2 separate regions of the Mus musculus genome follow, and region 1 is linked to region 2. The links are chromatin contacts, called in public promoter capture Hi-C maps. All regions are on one chromosome and are shown on one strand. The core of a region is the stretch at or near the end of the contact, and the rest is flanking DNA. Distances in the headings are between cores, read along the strand shown.

What was found. Capture Hi-C pulls out chosen DNA fragments and counts their contacts.
Region 1: a promoter capture Hi-C map of pancreatic islet shows a contact between it and region 2. The contact joins two enhancer-like sites. A contact is called at or near these places in 1 of 484 Hi-C or Micro-C datasets (nephron progenitors), 1 of 115 datasets of contacts at active chromatin or transcription factors (embryonic forebrain) and 3 of 9 other capture datasets (adipose tissue, embryonic stem cells and pancreatic islet).

The regions. Positions count from the first base shown.
Region 1 is chr13:99,720,602-99,726,940 of GRCm38.p6, forward strand. No RefSeq gene overlaps it. Among named protein-coding and RNA genes, the nearest start is that of Gm24471, 31 kb to the left of the region's middle. Within about 2 kb of position 3,915, at least 12 of the 459 cell types and tissues checked have an H3K27ac peak or open chromatin away from gene starts, as enhancers often do. A contact at or near this core is called in embryonic forebrain and pancreatic islet, where this site is marked.
Region 2 is chr13:99,439,109-99,445,547 of GRCm38.p6, forward strand. Map1b (microtubule-associated protein 1B) reads right to left here. Exons shown (of 7, transcript NM_008634.2): 3 at 5,106-5,188; 4 at 2,526-2,666. Among named protein-coding and RNA genes, the nearest start is that of 6430562O15Rik, 30 kb to the left of the region's middle. Within about 2 kb of position 4,788, at least 91 of the 459 cell types and tissues checked have an H3K27ac peak or open chromatin away from gene starts, as enhancers often do. A contact at or near this core is called in embryonic forebrain and pancreatic islet, where this site is marked.

The DNA of each region.
Region 1 (6,339 bases), core at 2,665-5,164, 280 kb after region 2:
AAACCACTTTTTTATGATTCTCTGGACTGCCAGAGTTTGGTCATGCCAGGCTGTTTCCTAAAGGTCACTTTGTTTTATGGCTCTGTTCCTGATTAATAGCAGAGATGACCCAGGCATCCATAAATGTCCCAGATAATGACCATCAGAAAAGGAGTGAGTCAGCCTCTGTGACTCCTGCTTTCTGACCCAATGGCGCTCGGGGCTGTAGAAGGGCACTCTGTGAGGAAGGATGCAGGGGCTAGAAATCTGGAGTGAGATTCAGCATTTTTGACCCATTGGGTGACACATCGTGGCACTGCCTGAGGTATCAAAAGAGATTATCAGACACCAAGACTATCAGAGTAGAAAATGCAAGAGTGAGCCCCACAATCGAAGGACATTTCATAAACACCGACACTGCAGCCACCAAGTGTGGCATCTGAAAATTTTTGGAGAAAGCCATGGCTTCCTCCTCCCCTGAATAAACCATTGTAGGGAGATTATTAAGTTTTCAGTGACTGTATTTGAGGACATAAGTCCCTGTATCTCTGGGTGTAGTATACAGAAGTAGCAAATTGTAATTTTTATTACTTTGAATGACTTGAACTGGCTGCTACAAGTATTTCTGATTTGTCCTTGTAATAAGTCACAGAGAATGCTTGGGAAAATACGCCCAGGGTGATAGACATGCATAGTCTGCTAGTGGCGTGGCACCTAAAAACCCTGAAGTCACAAGAGCATGACAATCTGACTTGAGGAAGAAAATCTTCCTCAAGGGGAACTGCGAATAGAGCTGACAAGGAAGCAACCTGAGCTTGTGTGGATGCAACTGCATTCTTCTCTGCCCACTGCCATCCTGCCTTCTGCCCTCTTGCCCCAGACACTGCCGATAGGCGACTGATCACTGCCCCATGGCCGCCATAGCTTCCGCTAGGGTTCAGCCTTCACTCACTGTTTGTCTTACTGTTAAAATGGGCCTGTGTGAGCTGAACTGGGAGACAATCTAAACAGCACCTTGCTGGGCAGGATTTTGGTGCTTGGTACCTTTTGTTTGTACAATAGAACCTTGATATTTAGAGAGTTGCATGCTTTGCTGTTAGCAGAACCAAATTGCTCTGGTTCCTATCCAAAATGCTATCTGTTGTGTGTGCATCTATGTGGGCACATGTGTATGCAAACACGCACACACTTTCATGTGAAACCAGAGAACATCCCCATGTGTTATTCCTCAGATATCAGCCACTTTTATTCATTCATTCAATTTATTTTATTATTTTTGTATGCTTTGAGATGGCTGGGAACTTGTCAGGTAGGTATGGCTGGCTGGCCAGACAGCTGTAGGGATCCACTGGTCCCTGTCTCACCAGCACTGGGGTTACAAATGTGTGTTCCTATGCCCGGCAGTGCTTACATGAGTTTTGGAAATCAGACTTAGGTCTTCACAGTTGTAAGACAAGCACTTAATCAAAGAAGCAATCCTCTTAGTTCCCCTTTAGACAACTGTATAAATTAATTAATTAAGTGTTCTATAAATAGGTGTTAGTGTGTTGTCATCCACACCACTTTATCCAAAGGTGTGATCAGTCCAGAGGTTTGTAGATAGTCAGTTACAGTTCACCTGACTCTCTGTCTCCTTCATTCCCACGAACCGGAACTCCACGGGACAGCAGCCTCCTTCACTCCCCCTCTGCCACCAACCCTGATGCTTCTGTGTATGGAAGTCAAAACCCCCATTTGCTCTTGACAAGGGCCTGCTACCTGCAAAGGTCACGGTGACAGAGGAGGGGACGGAAACATGTAAGGCAGGGAGTGTTATATTCTGGTGTGACTTCAGCTCTGGGTGCCACACTCGTGACAGCCTCGTGGGAAACCTTGAGACACAGCTCCAAGTGAAGTCATGCCTGAATTCCTAACCCGAGAAGGCAAGAGGCCACAGACGTGCATTGTGCAAACCACTGAGCATAGGGTGTGATTACTGCAGGCGCCTGCGCCAGCTTACACTCCAGAGAAGCTTGGTTTACCAGCAGTACGAAGTCACACCTGGCAATCGCATGGAAACCCGTGATTGGCGACGATGTCACACCTGGCAAACTCATGGAAACCCGTGATTGGCAGTTACTCTACATGTGGAATTCTTACTATTTCACGATACCTAATGAACACAAAAAGATCCTGTTGGGCTCTCAGCTGTATGTATTTGGGTTCACATGATACTGGTTAAAATTTTGTTTTTATCTTTGTATAGCACAGTGCTAGCCAGTCAGCCGTACAGATATGAAAGATGCATAAAGGTTTAAAAACAAACATCTATGCAGTTTCTTCTTTATTGCTTGCTTGCCTGCTTGCTTGTTTTTGATAATTCTGAAGACTGAATCCATCCTTGTCTTCCCTCTATCACCAAGCCAAATCCTCAGCCCTTGTTTTTTTAATCTTAATTTTTTTTTTTTGAGATGGGGTCTCCCTAAGTTGCTAAGGCTAGCCTCCAACGTATGATCCTCCTGCCTCAGCCTCTCTGAGTATCTGGAAAAACAAGTGTATACCTTGCCCGGCTTCCTAACCCAAATGTTACCATTGTCATGGTCTTGTCTTTGGTTACCTCCAGCTTAGGGGACAGTATAATTTTGATTTGTTTTAACTTGCCAACTTTCCCCCCTTTGATTGACTGTGTGCCTGGTTGCAGTCTGAGCCAGGGTGCTGTGGGGTTCACTCTGAGAAGGGGGTTCTGGAAGAAGTCTTACTCTAGACAGCTTAGCCTCCATTTGGGCAAAGTATGATAACTCCAAAGGCTTTTCTGGTCTCCCATAATCCTCTGCTAACTGTATTATGGAAATGACGGTAATTACCTCAAAGTCCCTGGTGATTCCTATGCCTTCGGTGCTGTTCATTGTCAATGCACCTCGGTCAACCAGCTGTCTCCAGGACTTGCCTTTTGTACCAAACCTTTAATGAAACTGGCATTTGTGTCAATAAACTTTAAGCCCATCTTGCTGAGATAATTATCTAGGTCACTCAAATTTCAGCTACTTCAAATAATTATAGCCTTTTAGTCCTGACTATAAGGTGAGGATTGAAAGGGAAGGGATCAAGGGTCCCCACACCCAAGTCAATTAGGGGGAAACACTGGCAGGTTTCAGCTCCAACCACTGATTTGAATACACAAGCCCCTGGGCTATGGCAAGCTTTACAGAGAATAAGTCACTGGAAAAACACACATTTGTTTAGCTGAGCAGTGATCTGATTTGCAGCTACGGTTGTGCTACATTAGGTGAAGGGAATGCCAACTCAAGGACATCGCCACCAGTCCTCTCTGGTGGCAGGCACCAAGGTTCACCAGCCACTGTTGGATCTAAGCCTATTCCTCTATAAACATAGCATGGCAAGAACTGTGCAATAGAGGTCAATATGCCATCCAGAGATCCAGGGGCTAGAAATTATTATAACGCTCTCCCTAGGCATCTAATCCCTGGCTTAGGAAATCAAGAGGCAGTCTTACACACTTCTTTGTCCCTATGAATGCAACAAAACCAAAATCACTAAGCACAAAAGATTCGTATTCTACTCGCCAACAAATGCTTAAAATGTTCAAGAAAACAAAACAAAACAAAAACAAAATCCAAATACACAAATATCTTTGGAGACCAGGAAATTGTAACGCATAAATCCTTCTCTTTCCAGAGACGAGGAAGACAAAGCCTTTTATTAATCACCCCTGCCCCCACCTCCATCTCCACCTGTCAACATTCAAAACTGGAGACTAATGGTAGGCAGGCTTCTCCTGCAGGTCGTAATTGCCTTTCCAACAGAGAAGCCATCTCCAGAGCAACAGAGATATGAGCTATGGCTTCAAGCTGGGGCTCCCATGTAAATCACTTGCAGAGAAATCGAAATTTCCCACAAGCGAGCTGCACTGATTCTGTCTGCTAAAAGCGTCCCTCTCTGGACACAGGGCTGGAGTATCCTAGCAGCTGCGAAACTGTCTGTGTTTTCTGCATTGTGCGTGGAGCTGAGACCAAAATGCTGTGCAGCCTGCTCTTAAGACTGAAGAGAACTGCTTTCATTATTGATAATATACTTCAATCGTCATCATCTATTATTTAAATCGACCTGTCCACAGCTGCACAAATTAGAATCAAAGTGACGTAAGAGTGTTTTCTAAACCCTACCGTCACCTTAGCTTTCCTTTCCCCACATTTTCATGCTTCTGTGCTAAGTATGCTTAGTCTTTGATATACCTTGACTACCCAGTCCCAGATATTTCCATAATCCTTCTGTTTTATTTTCTTAATATTTTTGCCATCATTCCCTCCACTTCCCCCAACAGGATCTAAGGTCAGACAGTGCTCAGTTTTACTCAACAACATTATCCTCTTTAATTAATAAACAATTTTCCTAGATAACTCATCCCAGGGATGAGAATACATGAGCACTTGCTTCAATCAGCAACGCAGTGTTCGTTCCAGAATCTCCATTGTTAACTCCTCCTTCTCTTATTTCCCTGATCTCTGTGCCTCCCATATACTCAATAGCTTTAGGTCTCCTTAAATGCTACTTCAGAGAATGAAAGATTAATAAAAATTATCCTACAAGGACATTCTATGGAAGCCTCTAGAACTCATTCTTCTCTTTTTATATCAACAACAGAACCCTGATCTTTGGCAGGCACATGGCTGTCTGGAATAGACTCTGTGTTCCAGCCTTTGTTACAGGTCAGGGTGGCATGAGTCTTGCCCAAAAATTAGAATGAGAACAGGAGTTTCTTTTGGAAATGTTTGCGGGGAAACCCTGAAATTCGGCTGCTCTTCCATCTTACCATACCCCACTTTCATCCTTCCTTGCATCCTGCAGTCCAGCAGAGATGACAGGTAGCCTTCCGGTCAGCTTCTGGGCACAGGAAGTTGAGGACCATACCTGGGGAGTGACAGAGAACTTTAGGAAGTTAACCCTGAACTATCTGCCTCCAGGCCTTAAGTGAGAGACACACACTTGTCTGTAAGCCATGGCCATTGGGGTGTCTGTCCCTTACTGTGGAGTCTGGTCCAGATGACAGGCATACTCGGGTTTGCATCAGTAGCAGATGCTGATTTCTATGGTGTCTGCATTCATTCAGATCATGAAATTTTTCAGCAACTGTCAAAATCATGTGCTTAGCAAATGTCTGACTAATTAAAAAGTCAACTGAAGAAACACAACTTAGTCATTCATTTAATGCCCAAAGTATCAGAATTTCAATCAGTGGAAACTAAAAAGCGCATCCCTTACTTGTCATAAGCAGCATGTTTGCAAACCCTAGAACATGAGCTCCAAGTCCCCTGGCTTGTGAGACTTCACTGCTTAGCACGGACTTGTTCCTCTGTAAAGCAGACAGTCCTGTGTTGGGGCTGGAACACAAGGAGGGAACAGGACAGCAGGTAAACCCAGCCTGCAGAGCTTGCTCACCTCAGAAGGCTCCAGCCTTAGAATCTGATACTAGATTTGGTTGCATTTAAAGATTTTCAGGGCTAGAGAGATAGATCACTGAGTAAAACACAATTTCCACTCCAACATGAGGAGGACTGAGTTTGGATCCCCAGCACCCACACAAACTGGTAAGGCTGAGCCAAGTGTTGCTTGGGATGGGCCACTGTGCACAAGAGCCAGACCTGGAAACAGACAGGACAACCAGATAGGAAACCAGCAAGGGCCCAGGAACCAGAAGCCCTGCTGTGGTCTTTCTCTGCCTCTTTGGCACACCATTCTCCCTGTCTGAGTCTGTTGCCCCTGCTGTAAATGATCTCTGGACGATCTTTAACATACTTTCAACTCTGAAACTCAAGGTCCCCAGTCCAATGCAGGGTGGATGGAGAAGGATAGAGTGTTTCACTCCAGCTGATGATGACTCACTGCAGAGGAAAAGAGAACCTGTGTGACACTTCTAGATTCTCTTCACCTTCAGCTGCAGACATACACACCAAACTGGCAAACTGGTGCAGATACGCAGGCATGCTCAACTTCTTCCTGTCCAGTGTAAGTCAGGCAGTTGGTGTCTAGTCTTGCCCCATGAATAGATGCCCCTCCATAAGGGAGGACTACCTCTTTCAGGTACTGCTAGGGACAAGACAGTGTTTGTCACCTAGGGGGTCAGCACTGTGAAGCCCTCTACGCCTCCGTCCTAAAGACACATCCTTCAGCCTGGCCTGGATGTGATGTCACTTCACAAGTTCAGAGTTATCTTGGCAGAACTGACTTCTATGATGGACAAGAGCCTTCACCTCACATACACCACATCCAAGAGACTCCTCTCATCTCTCTCTCTCTCTCTCTCTCTCTCTCTCTCTCTCTCTCTCTCTCCCTCTTTTTCCTGAGACAAGGTTTCTTTGTGTG
Region 2 (6,439 bases), core at 3,538-6,037:
GTAAAGCATCTATCTTCTAGGCTCTAAATAACCATACTATGCAAATGGATTACAAATGGGTATCTCTCACCAGCTCAAAGTCTCTTAGCTCTAGGTTCGAATATCCACCTGTTTGATAATTCCAAGGTGTCGAAGAATGGCAAGTTCTGAAAGCTTGGATACCCCCCAATACCTACTGTGACAGGGAACACACAGGGCCTTTGCATTTTATAGATAACTAAGAAGAAAACAGAAGATACTCTAGGCTATGGGTGGGAATGATGCTATAGGTGAACTCAGGGTTAAAGTCCCTTCTTGAAGATATAATGCAACAGAAAGAAAAGCCTTTTCCATGGAAAGGTTGGAAAACGGTCTCAGAAATGTTTGCTTTTCTAATGTTATGTTTTGTTTCAAGGGTTGGACAAAGGGAACAAGACTGAACAGCAAATGACCTCAAATGAGTCATTCTGCAAACCTTCCGGGTAACCACAGCTCCAAACCTGAGTATCCATCGGTCTACTCTACTGATTTTTAAACATTTTTATTAACTGTGCCCGCGTGTATGTCTGTATAGTACATGGATCCAGTGCCCTTGGAGGCAAGAAGAAGTTGTGGGGTCCCCTGACACTGGAGTCACAGAAAGTTGTGAACTGCCATGGTGGTGCTGGGAATCAAACCCGGGTCTCTGGACGAGTAGCTGGTTCTCTTAACCACTGCACCACCTCTCCAGCCCCTAGTCTAGTAATTTTCAATCTACTTTAGCTGTAGCAACCTTTCTTCAATATTTAGGTAAAAGAAATATAGGCTGAGTTCCTCGGTTTGGCAGGGGGTAGCCACGAATTCTACCTTCCCCACTTCCTGCCACCCCACCACCCCACCACCCTGATCTAGTCTATTAAAACTGTGGCGAGCCTTTCACGTGCACTGAGCATGGCTTCCTCTGGAGAAGGTGGGGTAGGAGAGGAGAATATGACTGTCCATGGCATCGGTGGTGGCTGCTGGATGTAATAATGTGTAAGCCACTCAGAACCCACATTTATGATTACAAACCTGGAGACGCTGTCCCTTCTACAGAACTTGAAGTCTTTAGATAAGGCTTTCTTTTTCTTCGTAATTAATGGTAAAGTTGGGCACACGCACAGCCCACTGTACAAAAATTCCATTGCTAGGTCTTTAAAAAGTGATTTAAGTGGCAACTTCATAAAACCATTCTTCATTCTCAGAGAGGGGATTACTTAGGGCCCAGATGAATGGCATATGGATACCTCCTTGTGTAAAGTCTTGGCAATGAGAAAATGCTTTTTCTTACACATTTCCTTTATTTGGCAAAGGAGCTACAGAACTGTACAGGAGTTCGGGAAAGCACCCACGTGCATGCAAATGAACCAAAGGCTGAGGGCTGAGCTGATCTTACCAGCTGTATCACTTAACCACCCTACATGAGATTGGCCACTACAACTCAATCCCATCCCTTGGACAAGATGCTGACATCTGGAATGCCAGACAAAAGCCCAAGTACCTGTTATAGCACATGATCTAAGAACAGATTTTGAAAAATAACTGGTATTTGATTGACTATTCAACAGTTTCCCAGCAGTCCCACCAGGGTAAATCATAGCTCTTTCCCTGGCATTTCAGGGCAATTGAGCAATGTGGCTGTGATACAGCAGGGCATTTGGCTTAGCCCTGGGGGTGGAGGAAGCCCAGCTCTAGAGAAAGACACAGGCAAAGCTTCCACCTTAAAGTGGGAAGACAGGCTAGCTGTGAGTGTGCACAGAGGCCTCCGAGCAAGGAGCCACTTGCCAGCCAGGGATCTTTCTCACTCTGGTGAGCTGGTGCTATGTGCCTCCAGATATAGATGACCTCACACCCTCTGAACAAACTGGGGCTCCACACACTGAATAGAAATGTCCCTTTTCACACTTCCATGCTGTCTCCCTGACCTATGTCTCCGTGCGGAGAGGGAAAACTGGTGTGTCATCTCTCCAGGGTTTTCCTAAGGCCTCTAGGTGAAACCGAATGAAGCCGGACAGTTTGTGAGAGGCCAAGCCATGAGACCTCTCTGTGAAGCGTGGGGCTGAGGACGACTGAAGGCTGGGAGACACATGGTCCTTCCCAGTACACGACACACCAAGCCTGCCATCTCAGGGAGACAGCTCTGACTGCAGTAGCTCCCGGAAGTGCATCTCTCAGTCCACTCCGGCCGGACCCCACCCCAGCTTCTCATCCTGCTGAAGTCCAAGAGATCTGTGGAAAAATCTCTGAGAAAGCAGGAAAGCTGTGTTTCTCCTGGAGTTCGGTCGGTTCTAGTGTCGCTAGCACTTCTGCCATCCGTTAATGACGACCATTCCAAATGCACTCACAGTGCCCACCGACGTCTCCTCCAGCACAATGGCCGAGGTTGCACTCATCCATCGATCGTAATAGTGATCAATCCCAGGCCTAAGCAATTTTGGGCCATAGTTTTGCTTATTTCAAAGAGGCCCCTCCTACTACCTTCCCCCACACATCCAAGCAATAGCCCAGACACGATGCCCGGAACCCACCTCTTGATCTGTGAAAATCTCTATGAAGTTCTGGAAGGAGAAAGAGCCAGACTGCAGGATGAGCTCGCCAGTGTTCTCAAAGCACTGTCCGGTGAGCACCAGCAGTTTATGGCGGGCAGCGTCAGTGATCATCAAACGCACCTGAAACACAGCGAAGGCACAGAGTAAGGGAGGGTGCGGAGTAAGAGCGAGCTGTCCCCTTCCCCGCCCCCAAGTCCCAGGCACTATGACTGTGCCTGAAGCTTACTGCCAACCAAACGCGTTCATTCCGAGTGTCTAATTACTTCAGCTGAGAGTGGGGGCAGGGAGTGCTGGACAGAGCCCTGCCTGTAAGTTATTCCTAAAATTAATCATCGTGGTTATTAGTGTGCCAGTGAATCCCGTGTTGAGAGTTTTACTTCAACCCAAAACAGCAGGGTATTATTGACTTTCTCCCTGAGTCTCCTCCTCTTTTCAAAGTGGTCTTCACAGCTGGCAAGCATTTGTTCCACAGCTGTTATAAAGAATCTACTAGCAGCCTGCAGCCTGCAGCCTATGAGGCCAGGTGAGACTTGTGGCTATGCCAATCCAGGTCACCCAGCTAGCTTCAGAAAAGACATGTTTCCAAGCAGGCCTCAAGTTCCTACCCAGGATTCCTTTCTTGCAGTCCTTCCAGAGCAAGCACACCATGACAAATGCAGACTGCAGCGTTTGCATCAAGAAGCTTGACGGGACAGGGGACAGAAGAAAAGGCGACCCTTGAGTGGCGATCTGAGAAACTGAATTGAAAATAACTTACGCAAAAGAACCTTTGCTGGCAGGGAGGTGGGGGAGGGGGGCCAGTTGTCCTCTGCGGGAGCACTACCCTCTGAACCAAGGTTCTGAATTCAGTTCATGAATGTTTAGCACACACTACGTGCCCTGCATCATGTTCTGCACCAGGGAAAATTCAAAACTAAACAGGCCATGACCCCTGCCCATGAACCCCACAGGCCACACTCATAGAAAAGCATGCATACCTAAGCAGTTGTCTCAGGCTCATGTGGCCCACAAAGTAGCTTGATACTTCCAACAAAAGCTTTTAAACAAACAAAAAACAACCAAAAAACAAAAAACAAAACAAAACTCCTGTTTCACAGCTAGGCAGTCTACCTGGGTACATACTAGCCCTCCGGCTTCTGGGTGACAGAAAGTGCCCCTGGGTTTTCTGTGACTTCATGCCTAATTGGATTGTCAGAGCTTTTGCACGCAGAAGTAGGTCAAAACAGGCCCGATTACGATAGCCCCAAACCGAAAGCAACGAAAGTGGCAGAAACTAAGAAATGAGTTATCAGATGTCTACAAAAGGATGCCACACAATGGTCGAAAGGAGTGCGGGACCAACGTGCTACACTTGGACTAGATCATGACGCCACTAAGCTAAGTTAAGCTCCACAAAAGAGGCCACATGTTGTATGATGCCATTTGTATGAAATGTCTAAGACAGGAAAAAATCTGGAGAGAGAAAATAGGGATTGTCAGAAGCTAAGGGGCAGTGGGATAACTGCTAATGGGTTTAGGAAATTTTGGGGAGTGACAGGCATGTTTTGGAGTTAAACTGCTCATTTTTATAATAATTCTTAAAAAAAAAACACCCACAAAACTACACACTTTCAGTGAATGAGTCTATGGTTCATGAATTACATCCCAATTTGAAAACCTGAATAGTCAGAGTTGCTAAGACACCGGCAGAAGACACACACAGCCTAGGCTAGGATGTTGCCAGGGCCTTTGGTCCTTAATGCTCAGGAAGCAACTCTATCTCAGAGGAGGTGGAAGAGGAGCTCTATCAACGCTTGGCCTGAGGGGACCAGAGATTCTCTTGGCTTCCTCCAAATTCTTATGTCAGGGTGGGTCCTGAAATTGCCAATTACTCTCTCTAGTAGTAAGTATTCTCATGTGATGCTAATGATACAGCAGCAGGAGCCAGCATGTACATCTTAGTCACTATGTGCCACACTTCTTCTAAGCCCTGAGCACTTCAGAGAGCATTACATAGGAGCATTAAATTCAGGGGCTATTATGATCTCCTTCACAGGGAGGGGCAAACCGAAGCAGTAAGATAACTTGACCGACCTTGGATGATGAAACCAGGTGATTTGACCTGGGCTAGAGACCATGTTTCTGAGGCTGGCCTGCCTTCCAAGGGTAGCTAGTGCTGGCCTGGATCTCTCTGAACAGGGATGCTATTGGGATGCTCGTCGTCTCTGAGTTCCATCCCTGTATGTGCCAGCCTGGAGCTTGCCGTCTATTTCCTCTGCTACATTCTTGCTCTGCATCCTGGCAACAACATACCCAGTGCATACCCCCCATTCTACACCCCTCAACAAACATGCTTCCAGCTGGCACTGTTCGCTTGTGTCCTTAATTGAAAGAGGCTTCTGGTGAGCTGGTGCTATGATACTAGATGCAGAGAAGCAGGCTCTGGGCATCGAGGAAGCCTAGGACCTGGGACTTACCCCTTGTACATCTCTCTCCAACTCCCCCACCTATCTAGCCCCTTTGATCAGCCAAGTCCCCATCCTTGGAGGCTCTAAGACCTCCCAGAACTGAAATACTCACCTCAGTGCTGACGGCTTCATCTGAAGGGTTGATCAGAACGACTGTTTCTAAGACGTCACTTCGGTGATGAAGAATCTTTTGTCCTGAAGGCACAAAAAAAATACACAAAGAAGAGACCTTTAGCTCTTCCAGATGAAAGCGGCTCGCCTACTTCTGGGACAGCAGAGAAATTTCCAACTCAGATGTGGCCCTGGAAGCTGGGAAACACAGTGGATGCTACTGAGCACGAGGGTGTGCACACAACAGGCTCAACTGGAGCTGGGGTAGCCTGGGGCCCCCAGGCTTTTACACTGGGTCTTTCATGGTCGATGGCTAGGCAGCCTCCTGACCCAATGGCCGGGTTTTCATCAGAGACCAGGGAGGGGTGCCAGGAAAACTCAGTGGAGCTCTTGACATTTCCTTTCTCATGGTAATTGGGGATGTTTCTCCCTAACGTCCTTTCTTCTGGTGAGAACGGCGCGGAGATTAATTAGGAGCCTCATTGTGAAGTGAATGACGGCCAGAAACCCGACTAACAATTAACCCAGCAGCCAGAATGGCTGTCTGAGGCAGGCTTACGGTCTGTTGGGGTATTCACTAATTAATTCACTTGCTTGTAGGAAAGTGAAGAAACAGTGGGCAAAAGAGAAGTGGAAGGCTACCCTCCCCCAGGACAGGGTGGCCAAACTGCCCCACAAGACAAAACTGAGGGAGAACTAAAGTAAGGTGTGGTTTGGGATGAGGGAGTTTAAGGATGCTCTGCAGGGCTCTTGATATCTCCCACTCCTTACAGCACCATCCTGTGCTGGTCAGCCTCAGGCTTAGGTCAGCAGAGACCTATGGATTGCCTTCTACAAACATTACCCTGCCTTGACAAGGAGATGAAAGCCATCCAGTGAATGTAGCCAGAGTCGCTGATGTATGCTTTACCAGCAAACAACGGACAGAGAGGGGCGTTCCCTCGGAAATGTGGGAGGAAGCCACGTGGTTGGGAGGGAAAGCACGCCTGCTGTTTGGAAGTACAATGAAGCCTGGAAGACTGGAAGAAACAGGAGCTTCTGAGGGAGATACCAACAGAGAAAAACAGAAGGAAAGTAGATCTAGGGTTCTTGGAAAAGCTAAAACAGAATCCTGTATGAACTGCCATTTAATTGGTTGGTGCAAGTTGAAAGTAGGAACCTGAGCAAATATTTCTGTGCTAATGTTAATTACAGCATTATTTTAATAGCCAAAAGATAAAATAACCCAAGTGTCTGGGTTAGATGTGGTCTACCCACAACGGAATACTAGTCAGAAATAGAAAAAAAAAAAAATCAAGCTCTGCTAATGTTACAAAGATGAACTAGAACATAAGG